Regions from separate parts of the Mus musculus genome. Here region 2 is linked to region 1. A link is a contact called in public promoter capture Hi-C data. All regions are on one chromosome and are shown on one strand. Each heading gives the region's core, a stretch centred on a gene start, on an enhancer-like site or on the middle of the called end of the contact. The rest is flanking DNA. Distances are from core to core; before and after follow the strand shown.

Evidence for each region. Promoter capture Hi-C pulls out the DNA fragments that hold promoters and counts their contacts.
Region 2: a promoter capture Hi-C map of embryonic stem cells shows a contact between it and region 1, with 4 times the contacts expected there. The contact joins the promoter of Tnfrsf8 here to the promoter of Pramel13 in region 1. A contact is called at or near these places in 9 of 39 promoter capture datasets (the 3T3-L1 cell line, the HPC-7 cell line, cranial neural crest and 5 more), 1 of 484 Hi-C or Micro-C datasets (embryonic stem cells), 3 of 115 datasets of contacts at active chromatin or transcription factors (embryonic stem cells and epiblast stem cells) and 1 of 9 other capture datasets (embryonic stem cells).

What each region holds. Positions count from the first base shown.
Region 1 is chr4:144,403,385-144,410,135 of GRCm38.p6, reverse strand. Pramel13 (PRAME like 13) reads left to right here and starts at 1,672. Exons shown (of 4, transcript NM_029948.2): 1 at 1,672-1,779.
Region 2 is chr4:145,309,753-145,316,609 of GRCm38.p6, reverse strand. Tnfrsf8 (tumor necrosis factor receptor superfamily, member 8) reads left to right here and starts at 1,446. Exons shown (of 13, transcript NM_009401.3): 1 at 1,446-1,588. The coding sequence starts at 1,526.

The sequences.
Region 1 (6,751 bases), core at 423-2,922:
TCTATTCTATACTATACCATCGTGTATCCTTCAGGGGGAAAGGATGCCTTGGCATGGGCCCACCGAGGCACCTCCTTCCACCACACCTCACCACACCCCCATAGAACACATCTTATACCTCTTTGTCTTGATATAAACACATCAATTCCTGCATGGATTCTGAGGCAAAACATTGGTATCTGCAGGGCTTGACTGGATGTCACGTTGGTTGTTCCTCTCAGTTTTGTCACTCGAGAAAGGAGGTATCTCAGAGGTCCCTAAAACATAGGGTGGAAGATTGAGCCTACCAGCCTGCTGAGCTTTGATTTCTCCTAGGCTGGGCCTTCAGGATCCCTAGGAAGGCAAAGCCTAACAGTGTGTGCTATAGGAACCCAGATCCTCAAGTTTCCCCCTCTTGTGTGGACATCTGCCTGTTCCAGGAATCCTCCCACCTGGGAGAGGGTTTTATCTAGGCAAATATCAGTCAAGTCGCCTCACCAGTGGACCCTCAGAACCTCCTCAATGCTTCCCCCAGGGCCATTCAAGCGCAAAACAGGTTCCCTCCACAGCAATTTAGTTCAGAGGTTGAGCACCAGGTGTAGGAGTTCTTGTGCTCGCCTATGAGCATCAGGGAAACCAGGAATGTTAAACAGCTAGGGCTGTCTCTTCAAAGTGAAAGAAGTATAACCAGTTTTCTGCCCAGAAGGCTAGAGTCCTAGGGGTGGTTAGCCATACCCTGATGATCTTTGCACTAGACCACACCAGACCCTCCCCCAGACCCTTACAATGATGTCACACATAGTCGATCTCCAATACTCATCTTTATGGATGATGTCAAAGGTACTTTAGAAAGAATTTCAATGCAGTCCTGCTTTTGTTTGTTTGGTTAATTTGCTTTTCAAGATAGGGTTTCTCTGTGTAGCCTTGGCTGTCCTGGAACTCACTTTGTAGACCAGGCTGGCTTCGAACTCAGAAATCCGCCTGCCTCTGCCTCCCAAGTGCTGGGATTAAAGGCGTGCACCACCACGCCCGGCGCAGCCTTGCTTTATTATTGTGCACACAGGATTGTGCTAATTATCACCAATTAGCTTCCCTCACCAAGAGCAACTGTGCTGTACTTAAATATACGTAAAATAAATAAACTAACAGGTGTCAAAGTTTGAACCGAGCCTTGTTGAACTAGACTTTCTTCTGGCCTCTCAAGGATCTTTGATCCGCACTCTGCTGGCACGGGTGTTTGCAGAGACCCCTCACACGTGAATTCAATTCTGTGTGAATCACTGTGTCAAGATGGCACACACCTGTGATTCCAGCATTTCTTTTTTTTTTTTTTTTTTTTTGATGAAAGCAGAATTAGAGGTGAATTAGAGGCCAAGTCTGGGCTGTAAGAGACCCTATCTCAAAACAAAATAAATATTAAAAAGTAAAACTTGTGTTGCTCCTGCAATAACCCACGACACCAGGACTTGAAGTTTGTCTGCTTCTGTTCCTTTCAACTGAGTGAGAGGCCTTAGTTTTCTTCAGAGGATAGTTACAATTAGACACTTTAAAACCTTGGCGTCTTTGAATTGACCCTTAAGTCTGGAAAGCCTTCGGGTTAGAAACAGAAGCAAACAGCCACGCACAGACCAGCCGCATTTTTACGGAATGAGGGAAGGAAGGGGGAAAGGGGAGGGGCTAGAAGGAGGAGGAGTCTTAGTCTGCCCTGGTCAGGGGAATTCAGTTCTTTGGCGGATATTCCTACGCCCACTTCAGTAGAAGATCTCTGGCCTCCGGAGTTCAGCGGAGACTTCATTGCAGGTATTTATGACCATCCACAGGCAGTCATGACTCTCCAGAGTTATACAGGTGTCATAGTAAACAGACCTTATGTCTCTAGCAGTTCAGGAACGGTCCGGAGTAGCTTAAGGATCGGTGTGCATCCTTAAAAATGGGTCACGAACCTCAAGCATGCTTCACAGAAGGCATTTACACAAACCTAAAGGATTGGTGTGAGCCAGGCACTTGCCCAACTCCTTTGGTTGGTTGTTTTTTGTTTGTTTGTTTTTGTTTTTGAGACAGGGTGTCACTATGTATCTCTGGTTGCCCAGAGATCGGCCTGCCTCTGCTGAGATTAATGGTGTGTATAACATTGCTCAGCACTTCCGGGCTTCTGGGTTTTTGTTGTTTGTTTACTTATTTACTTATTGAGACAAGTTCTCATTAAGTAGCCCTGGCTGTCCTGGAACTCATTGTTGACCAGGCTGGGAGTGACCTCAGAGATCCATATGCCGTTCTCACTAAGTGTCATGATTAAGGGTGTGTCACTTTCCTAACATGCATCTTCTTTCTGTCTTTCCTTTCTTCCTGCCGTTTGATACAGGATCACTCTTCTATGTAGTTCTGGTTGTCCTGGAACTTTATATATAGACCAGGCTGAGTTCAAACTCATAGAAATCCTCCTAGCCTCCTGAGTGCTGGAGTTAAAGTTGTTTCCACAACCAACTGGCATGGCTTCCTGTTGCAATCCATGCAGTCTGCATGAGGCTGGCATAACATAACGTTTGTTTTACATTTCTCTTTTTTTTTTAAACTATTTTTATTTTATGTATTGAGTGTTTTGCCAACATACGCCTATCTACCCTGTGAGTGCCTGGTGTTTGCAGAGGACAGAAAGGGGGCAGCAGAGCCTCTGGAACTGGTTCTAGCCAGTTTTTGTTTTGAGGCAGTTCTGACTATGTAACCATACTTGGCTCAAACTCAGCCTTTCCGAGACTGGAGTGCTAGAATTACCCTTGTAGCAACATGTAGCAACTTTAAAAAGAAGGAATGTGCTCTAAAATAAGGTGAAAGGAGCCCGGGAGGGGAGGTGGCTCAGTGTAGCACCTGCCTACATACACAAGCCCTGGGTTTCATACATCCTCTCCCCCTCCTTCTTCCCTCCCCCATCATCATAATTTTTAAGATAAGGTCTCTTGGGTTCCAGGCTGGCCTCAAATTCACCATGTAGCCAAGGGATGACCCGTCTCTACCTTCCAATTGCTAAAATTACACACATGGACCAAGATGCCTGTTTTTAGGACAGCCAGGCCTACACACAGAGAAACCCTGTCTCAAAACCAAAACACAAAATTATTATTAGTAGTAGTATTAGTATTTTGTTGTTATTTTTTTAAAGGTTGTAAAGAACCAGGTATAGTGGTCTGAACTTTTAATTCCAGCACTCAGGAGACAGAAGCATGTGGATTCCATAAGTTTAGGACCAGCCTGATCTGCAGAGAGAGCTCTAGGCCAAGGCACCATAAGGAGGCCCTAACCTTAAAAAAAAAAAAAAAAATTACAAGTGAGCCAGGTGTGGTGGTGCATGCCTTTAATCCCAGCACTTGGGAGGCAGAGGCAGGCGAATTTCTGAGTTCGAGGCTAGCCTGGTCTACAGAGTGAGCTCCAGGACAGCCAGGGTTACACAGAGAAACCCTGCCTCGAAAACAACAACAACAACAAAACAAACAAACAAAACAAGCAAACAGAAAAGATACAAGTGATGTGTGTTGTGATCATAAAAAGAGCAAGAGCTATTAAGATATGGTCTGGTGTGGTGTGGAGCAAGGGAGTGCATGGGGAGGGGAGTTAAGAGAGTAGCAAAGGCAGAGAGAAGGAGAGAGTAGAGGTGTAGAGGCTGGCCATGGTCACATGGAGGGGGCGGGGAAGGGAATGGGAACAAGAGGCAAGAGAGAGGCGGGGCCAAGCAGCCCCCTTTATACTGGCACAAGCCTACCTGGCTGTTGCCTGGTAACTGCGGGGAGTAGGAGCATACCTGGCTGCTGAAAGGAACTGTGGGGGTAGAGTTTAGACAGAATACCAACATTACTCCATTTTGGCTTAATTTTTTTTAAAAAAAGGAAAAATTAGAAAGAGGTGATGAAGAAGTAGGAATAAGGTCGTTGTGATATCTGGCTGCTTCATGCTGACATTGGGGCAACGGTGTCTCTGGGGAACCTGGAAGGATGGGGGATGTTGGCTGTCCTTGCTGTCGAGGGCCTGTGGAGCCATCTGAGGATATGTCAGAAGGAAGAGGTCCAGTAGGAGCATATGTCTGTGAGAGGAGATATTGGAGTCTCTGGAAGTGGCTTCTCTGGAGCTGTCCTGGATGTAGCAAAACCTGGATTTGGGATGTTGGAACACATTATTATAGGTAGAGAAAAAGATTAAGTACATTTGGGAGAAAGAAAATTTTTTCTTAAGATGTACATTTGAAACCCATAGGAATCCCACCCTTTGGAATAGGTAGCAAGTGGGAACTTTGGGCATCTGGATGGAGTCTATTTGGTCCATGAGAGGGAGCTGAGTGGATTTCCTGTAGTTTATACGTTTATAAAAGAGATAACGACATGAGCAGTCTTTAAGATGAGCCTTTTGTGGAGCAGAAGGAACAAGATTAAAAAGTTGAATCATATAGTGGGATGTTTTATTACTTAGGCAAATTTATTGGAACTCAGATAAGATTAGAGCAGTGGCATAGAAAAAGAGGAAATATAGAAGCATTTAATGAATGGAAACAGAGTTTAGGTAAGGAGATAAGAGATTATATCTGTGAAAGCTTTCTTCTAGCTGTCAATGTAGCCAGAAGTCTGAGAAATAAACAAAAATCTAGCAGTTATATACCAGTTATATATTATTTTAAAAATGACAGAGTCCACTAGCCAACGGTTCTCTGTGATCTCTATGGTCTCAATGGCAACTTGGGCGGTCAGTCTGGCTTTCAAGCACAGAAGACACGGGGCTTTTTCTCTGTGGAATGGGTACGTGTGACATGAGAAATGGCTTACCTTTATTTTAGTTAAGTCATTTGACTCAGAGTATCCAGTTTTGTCCACTGTGTATTTTATTTCAGTGATTGTCATATCACAGTCCAGGTGGCATCCTGTAGCTACATCCCCATCTTCTGAGACCGTGTGGGAGAAACCTTAGAGGCTTTTGGGAATTCTGTCTGTCATAATCTTAATAGTTAACAAACTTCTGACAAGATTGAGCACTATGTAGATTGGTTATAACTGAATAGAATTCAGTGATAGTAGTAAAAATCATATTGAGACAGGATAGAAATGAAAATCTTAGGTAACTTTAGCAAAGAAGTATATGGCTAGAACCAGTATAAGAGAACTGGCAGCCGTAGCATAACATTGTGGTGACAGAAAACGAGTTTGTACAGGCAGATTTAAGCCTGTGAAGTAAACTGAGCACGCAGGCAGCATGGATAGGTAAGCACTTGGGCCTCTTTGACTGCATAGACCACATGGTGGCACCGCCCAGGCCGGGACTTCCTGGTAGCAGCTGAGAGTTCTAGGTTGGGGGGGGGGGGGGGAGTAAGGGCCCAAAGTTTCTTGGCAACGGGCTTGTGGCGCACCCCACCAAAGGCAGAGAAGCAGAGAGAGAGACGGGAAGGCAGCTTTTCAGAGCCAGACCCACCCCTCCCGCAGCGAGAGTAGAGCCTAGGAGCAGAGGGGGATGGCAACAAGCAGGGTCCGTGGCAGGGGTGGAGCCAAACTTGCTCTACAGGCAAAGCAGCTGGAGCAGCAGGCTGCTGACGAGAGAGGGGGAAGGGGAAAGTCTAAGCGATAGCCAACTGAGCCAAGGGCCAGACAAGGTGGGCGGCGGCTTCCAGTTCCAGACCCTGTCTGGAATTCTCAGCCGCGAGAAAATTCTGAGTCAGAGCAGTTTTCCAGACCTGGCCTGGAATTCTCAGCCCCGAGAAAGAGGAGAGGGAAAAAAAAAATCTCACCCAAGGGAAAGCACCGGGGTAGCTCTGAGCTCAAGAAATCATCTTTGGGACCATGCACATGGTCACTCTGACCAGTGGGAATGGGGGCTTACCAGATCTGGGCTAGTGAGCGTGGTTATAGCTGAGATGGGACTCAAACCTGTAGAGTCTCTGGATCCGAGTCACAGTGCACTCATGTTGTGATCATAAAAAGAGAAAGAGCTGTAAGAATATGTTCTGGGGGCTGGCGAGATGACTCACCAGGTAAGAGCACTGACTGTTCTTCCGAAGGTCCTGAGTTCAAATCCTAGCAACCACATGATGGCTCACAACCACCGGTAATGAGATCTGACGCCCTCTTCTGGCGTCAGCTACAGCGTACTTATGTATAATAATAATCTTAAGAAGAAAAAAAAAGTGTTCTGGGGAGGCCCATGCCAAGGCATCCCTTACCCCTGAGGGACCGACCAGACACACACAGGTATAGTATAGAATAGAGTTTATTCAGGGCATGGGGAGGGGAGTTAAGAGGGTAACAGGCAGAGAAAGGCAGAGAGAAGGAGAGAGTAGAGAAATCGGGGCCGGCTATGGCCACGTGGAGAGAGGGGGAAAGGGAATTGGGAGTAAGGGGGCAAGAGGCAAGAGAAAGGCAAGAATGTAATAGGGTAAGAGAGAGAGGAGGGGCCAAACAGCCCCTTTTATACTGGGCCAAGCCTGTCTGGTGCCAGGAACTGGGGTTGGGGGCTGGGGGGGGTGGAGGGGTGGGGGGGTGGGGGGGTGGAGTTTAGACAGACTACCTACAATGGGAAGGAGATGCAGATACTACTGGTCTCAGAAATGTGGCTGAGCACCTGATCAAATGAAATGATGGACGGCTTGTTTCCTCCACACACCCACTGTTGGCTGATGATGGATAAGGTTAATTTGCCTGATCGTCTTACTGGAAGCATTTACCCTCTACCTTGGCAGCGTGCTGGCTTTCTGCATAAAACATAACAGGAGGACTCAGTTCCTGGCTTTGCTCATTGAAGAGTG
Region 2 (6,857 bases), core at 197-2,696, 910 kb before region 1:
GTGTGAAATGGAAAGTTCGTAGGGACTTTGGAAAATCCTGGTAGGAAGTGGCAGCTGGTGCCCTGTGGGAATCTCTAACAACACTGAAAGCTAGACTAAAATGTGGAAGCCAAAAGGCCCTTGCATCATTCTGGGCTTGAAAGAAGCCACTCTCCCATCTTTAGAGCACATAGGTAGCATGCCTGTTTTCTCGGTGTTGGTTTCTATGTTTGAAAACAAAGCAATACCAGACAAAAGCAGTGAGCACCTGCTAGTCAGTGCTCAGCAGTGACCATGTGCTGCCAGTACTCACAGAAGCAATCAGGAGAGCCTGGAGTCCGAGGAGCCCCACATTCGAACAGCAGCTTGGGGAATAGAATAAGGCAGACTTCAGGTGAGGCTCCAGGGTGCCAGCTATATCCACCAGGCAAAAAAGGGCAGGGATACCTGTGGATTGATTAACATATGCCCTAGTCTTCACATAGTTCGTTCACTGGTCAGTCCACCCACCTGCCTACCCATGCTCCATGCAGGCATCCACTAATCCATCTATTGCTTTATGCATCCATTTCCCCTTTACCCCATATCCATTCATTCCCTCATCTCATCAGTCCTCCCATCATCTACCTACTCATCCATCTACCCATCCATCCATATATCCATTACCTAATCTCTTCATTCATTCCCCAACCCTCCCACTCACTTAACCATTCACAGATATCTTTTCATCCATCCACCCATCCCTTCATTCTGTGACCCTCTCATCCATTTACCATCCGTCCACTTCATCACTCATTTGTTCTCTATTCACCTACCCCATCTGCCCATCCATCCTTCCTTGCTTCCATCCATCCATCCATCCATCCATCCATCCATCCATATTCCAATCCACGTGTTCTCTTTCCACTCATCCATCAATTCATCCATCCCCTCATCCATTTATGCATTTGTTCTCATCTTCCTCACCCATCTACCCATCCATCCATTCCCTCATCCTCCCACCCACACTTCCATCCATTTGTTCTCTATTCGCCCATTCATTCCCCGTGCAGGGCTGGCTTTACTTTACAGCAAATGTTACAATGAAGAAGTGCTCATTTTTCTCGAAACTCTCCTCACTCTGTCCCTTCCAAAGAATCCTGATGATGTGGGCTTAGAATCTCACCCTTCCTGGGGGTGGGGAATGGGGCTAGAGGCCTCAGGATTCTGTACCTCTCAGACTCCTGAGTCCTGTACCTTTAGAGCTGAGCCGGCTTCCCGGTTCCTCTTCAAATCCGGGGCGGATCATTCAAAACGCAGGGGAGCCCCCTGCGTGCGTGCGCTGTGGCTAGCCCTGAGTCATCTCTGCACGTGGTGGCCCCTTCTCTCTTAGGCTTCACAGGCAGGCAGATCGCTGCATCACAGGTGGTAAGAGGGTGGGGGAGGGAAGGATTAGGGCTGAACCCGAAGAAGGGTTAGGAAGGCGCAGTCACATTAGAAGTGATTTCACCGCGGGAGAGTCAGGGTGCCGGCAGGTGGCCAGGCGCTGGAGACTCGGGAAGCCAAGATGAGCGCCCTACTCACCGCAGCGGGGTTGCTGTTCCTGGGGATGCTTCAAGCCTTCCCAACGGTAAGGGAATGACAGTAGCCCCGGACACTGTGCGAGAGCAGTGGCTAGAGTAAAGGAGGACAAGGCAACCTCTCACCTTATTCCCCAACTCAAACTAGAGTGAGGGGGCACAGGAGGCAACTAAAATATGCAAGCATCCACAGGTGGGTGGATAACTGAAGAGTAAAGTTAGAGCTTCTCTCGTCACAAACGCAGGTAGTCGATAGTTGGGAGCAGTTTGCTCCTTCATTATCCGTGAGTTGAACCCGGAGCAAGAGAAAGCTGTTCCTTTCCTGTTCTGTTACTGCTGCCCCAGAGGGGGTCCTGGATAGAGAAACTTGAGTATGCCCTTGTTTTGCCAGAGGATGATAACGGGTTGTTTGTGCATCCGTAGGCTGGAAGGGCTGAGGAAAGAGAGGAGGGGGTGAATGAGAGCAAAGGTGGGGGTCTGGCCAGCTGGTGATGTGGGCTGGGTGCCCTGGAGCAAGCACATGGTGGATATTTGTCCCAGGAGCAAGTCAGTGCTGTCTCTGGTTCTATAGTTGAAAGCCCCAGAAATAAGTCTGGTCAATGAGTTAGGAAAACTGAACAATTCCTAGGGGCCAATGCCACACTAGGCATTAGTGTGTGGGAAGGAGACAGGACTTTGAAGAGCCACTCAGATAATCTTCTTTACGGAACCTAAGGTCTACATGGAAGAAAAAAGTGCATGGCTGAATGGTAGCTGGGGGAGGGAGACAAGGGACAGCAGCAGGCTTGCTGGACATGAGGTGTCTCTGCTAGAGAGGTGTGAAGACAAGGGAGGAGAGAGGGCAGGAGAGAGATGGTAGGAAGGTGTCCCTTTCATCTCCAGTGGGCAGTGTGACACCTGCCCTGCAGAGGGCAGAAGTGAGCAGAGGAGCCGTCCTACCCTACCTCACCCCCATGCCCGAAGCCCTCATTCGGGGAAGGTAAGAGTTTGGAGCAACAAGGACCCTGGAAGATGAAGGAAAAAGTAGGATGTGAAAGTGGGGAGGTTTGGTTTCTTTTCTCCTACTAAGTCGAAACATTTTTTGATCAGGGCATGGCACATTCTTACATGAGTATGTAGGTTTAAGGACAACTCTGGGAGTTGGTTCTCTCCTTTGACCCTGTGGGTTCCAGGAATAGAACTCAGGTCATCAGGTTTGGCAGCTAGTGCCTTTACCCACAGAACCATCTCACAGGCCTGTGAAAACATGTTTTACAATTAAAGCCGTGTACTTACTACTACCTGGAATGTGTGAAAATGCCCCCAAACAAAAAAGTATAAATGCTATGATAGAGCTAATTGTTTTATACCAATATCTTCTAAGCTGTAAGCATGTTCTTGTTTTACTGCTATTTACAGCATCTATAAAAGCATATCTGTATTTGGATCACTTTTATAGAAATATATAGGGGTTTCTCTTTTTATTTATTTATTTCAATTAATTAATTATTTTTCGAGACAGGATTTCTCTGCGTAGCCCTGGTTGTCCTGAGATTCACTCGGTAGAGCAGGATGGCCTTGAAATCACAGAGGTCAGCCTGCTTCTGTCTCCTGAGTGCTGAGATTAAAGGCATGTACTACCAACTGCTTTTTTTTTTTTTTTTTTTTTTTTTTGGACAAGGTCTCATGTAGCTCAGGTTGGCCCCCAGTTTGCTATGTAGCCAAGGATGGCCTTGAACTGGTCCTTCTCCTTCCACTTCCTGATTGCTTAGGTTGCAGGTATGCACTACCATATGCCATGTATGCAGTGTATGAGATTGAGCTTGGGGCTTTGGGTGTGCTAGGCAAGCACTCTACCAACTGGTCCACATGCTCAGTTTGTCTGTGTTTTTGTTTTGAGATAGGGTCTGTGTAACTCAGATTGGTCTTGAACTCACCCTGTAATCAAGGATGTCTGCAAACACCTAATCTTCCCACTGGTGAGTGCTCAGTATATTACAGGCATGTGCCATCACACCCAATTTTGTAATGTTTTGATTTAGCTTTTACAGTGTCTACAGTAGGTCTTCACATCCCTGGTGAATGAGCACTGAGATTCCCACCAGTGTCTTCTGGTTTGTTTTTATAAGCTGGAGTCTCACTATGTAGTCCCAGTTAGCCTGGAACTCGTTGTGTAGACCAGTCTGGTCTTGAACTGATACATCTGCCAGCTTCTGCCTCCCAAATGCTGAGAGTAAAGGCATGCGCCACCACGTGGCCCCAACATTGTCTTCTGTGTGTTTGCTGCCTGGGGAGGAAGAGTGGTTCTTTCCTAGAGAAGAGGTAAGAGAATACTGGTGGCTGACAGAGCAGATGTGCACTGAAATGAAATGGCATGCCTTCCAGTGTGCAAGACAATGTCTTTTCACACAACAGTGTAAGACAGTAGCAGCTTCCCACATCCTAACCGACGCTCGATCTTATCAATCTCTATTTTGTGGTCTTGAACGGACTGTATCCTTCTTATGTTAATTTGCATTTCCCAGTGACTGTAGGCTAAGCATCAAACCTCAAGTCTGTGGGCCTTTCATGACAGAACTTGGGGTGTCTGTGGGGAAAGAGCTGCCTGCCCAGCAGGGGTCTCTATTCAGGTCCTTCAAGATTTCTTCCACCTTTCCATTCCAGTTAAGGTTTGAAATCTTACTAAAAGCAGAACAGGATAAAATAATGACAGCAACAAACCTTTTTACAGCTGGATGCATGACTTTAATTCCAGCACTCAGCAGGCAGAGGGTGGTAGATCTCTGTGGGTTCAGGGCCAATTTGGTCTGCATTACCCAACACTATAGAGAGAGACCCTGTCTCCAAAACAAAAACAAAGATTAGCCAAGCAAACAGACACATACTCTGCACAATATATATATATATTTAAAGCTGGTTACTACATAACTGGAATCCCAGCACTTGGAAGGCCAAGGCAACGATGGTCAGAAGTCTAGAGATAGGACCAGCAAGATGGCTCAGCAGGCAAAGGCACTCTGACTCTTGCCACCAAGTCTGACGTCCTAAGTTTCATCCCCAAGACTCACATATGGAAAAAAAGAACTAACTCTTGGATTGTTCTCTGATCTCCTCAAGTAGGAGGTAGCTCATGCATGAGAATGCACACATATGTGCACATGTACACAAAAGACATAGAATATCATTTTTCAAAAAAGTTCCAAGGTAGTCTGAGCTATATTGAAAGTATACACACACACACACACACACACACACACACACACACACACACACACACACATATATATTTTGGTTTGGGATCTCAAATTCTTTTTTTCAATTTTTTCTGCTTTTTTCTTCTCAGTTTTTGTCACTTTGTGACAAGCATGTTTTCTGAAAAAGAGACAGGCCTTGTATTTGTAAAATTATCTGGGACTCAGGTGGTACAAGTCCAGAGAGACAGAGTTTCCTCTGTTCCATTCTTTTCTTCCAGACTCCCTGGGATGGTATAAGGCCATGCCTTCTGGTGAATTCTGTGGCTTCAGAATTCCCCTGATATCTTCCCCGGGCATCCTGCCTTTGGCTCCAGTCTGATTTTCCTCCTTCAGCTCTGGCTTAACATTTTAAGGTTCCTATAGGGGAATTCTCATGAATGAGTCTTTGCAGCATGCAGCTCTGCTAATAGGCTGTCACTGATGAAGCATGCCCAGTCATCTTGCACAGTAGGGCTAACTGTGGCGGTCTTGGTATTCAACAGAGGGCAAGAGAACTTTCTTGGATTCCTGTAGAAAAGTAACTTTCAGAACCATTCAAATCCTGACTAGAGGCAGAATTCCATGGGATACCCCAGAAACAGAGGAGGAAACCAAAATGGGAAGAGAGGGGAAAAGGAGACTATAGCTTCTCTTAATTGAAGGCTGCCTTCCTCAATTGAGGTTCACAAGCAACAAGGGTTCCAAGGCCAAGGCAGGGCAGCTGCATTACTCAGCTCGAGAGCAGTTCTGTTGAGACTAGGACAGCCCTTACTGGAACTTTCAGTGGTATCTACTCATATCTGACCAAAATACTTCTTGAGTAGGAGTGATTCATTTCTAGGTCTGCACATACTGGCATCCGATGCATCTCAGGACAGAAGAAAAGGGGGGGGGGGACCCTGAGGCTGGAGGTCATTGCACAGGCAGCTTAAGCCCAGGTTGGACCTGTGTGGTTTCTGTTGAGCTGTGTTCTGACTTGGGGGTGGCTTATCTGTAGTTATCCAAGTAGAAGTGCCCAGCTAGACCTGCAGATCAGACGACATTTCAGAGAACATACCAGCTCTGTCTAAGGGAAGGATCTGTCTTAGAGAAATTAGCAGAAGAGCCTGGCTCAAGAAATGGTGACAAAAAGAAGGTGGCATATATGGCCAGCCCAGAATGGGCAAGGGAGGGGCACTGCAAGGAGGAGGCATGCGAGGAGCCCAGTTGTATAGACTGCAGTGGGTTAAGACCCTGCTCTCACTGGGCAACCTAATCAGATGTCACATCTGCCTTAATAAGAGGAGCTATCAAGGAAGAGGCAAGCAGCGATGGGGTTGTGGGGAATTTTGTTAGGCTCCTGGCTGAATGGTGGGAAAAGCCTGAGAAGACACAGCAAGTGTTTGGGAGGAGCATACAAGTTCTATTTTACCCAAGTTCAGGTCTCAGATGGCGTATTCAAGTATGCATGCTTCAAGAGAGTTCAGCCTGCAGAACTCGTGCTGCATTCCAGACCCGCGTCGAGGGGCATCAACTCTTTTCACATAAGCTGCCTACAATAGCCTAGGGCTCCACATATCTTGATACCTTTCATCCTATTGATATTTTCCAGTCCAGGAGTAAGATCTTTCTTTCTATTTCTCTTTTACACAGATTTTTATTTATTTCTATTTCATGTGCATTGGCATTTTGCCTGCACAGACATCTGTGTGAGGGTGTCAAAATCCCTAGAACTGGAGTTTCAAACAGTTATGAGCTGTCATGTGGGTGCTAAGAATCAAACTTAGGACCTCTGGAAGAGCAGCCGGTGCTCTTAACTGCTGAGCCAACTCTCCAGCCTGAGTAGAATCTTTTGTTCAGCCTGGTGATGTTTTATTAGATCCTTCTCACTGCTGTAATGAACTTTAACAAATTTGGTGGCCAAGAGTGTATTGTTTGGTGGCTCTAAGGAGTGGAGCGAGCTGAAAGGAGGTCACAGAACTGTGCTTCTGTTACGCTCCAGGGACTCCTTGTTCTTCCTAGTTGCCTCTTCCATCCTCAACTTCCTCAGAGCTCTGGCCCACCTGGTTGCATGGTCTAAAGACTGTGGTTGCATTGGGAATCATAGAAGCAAGCCAAACTTACCAGG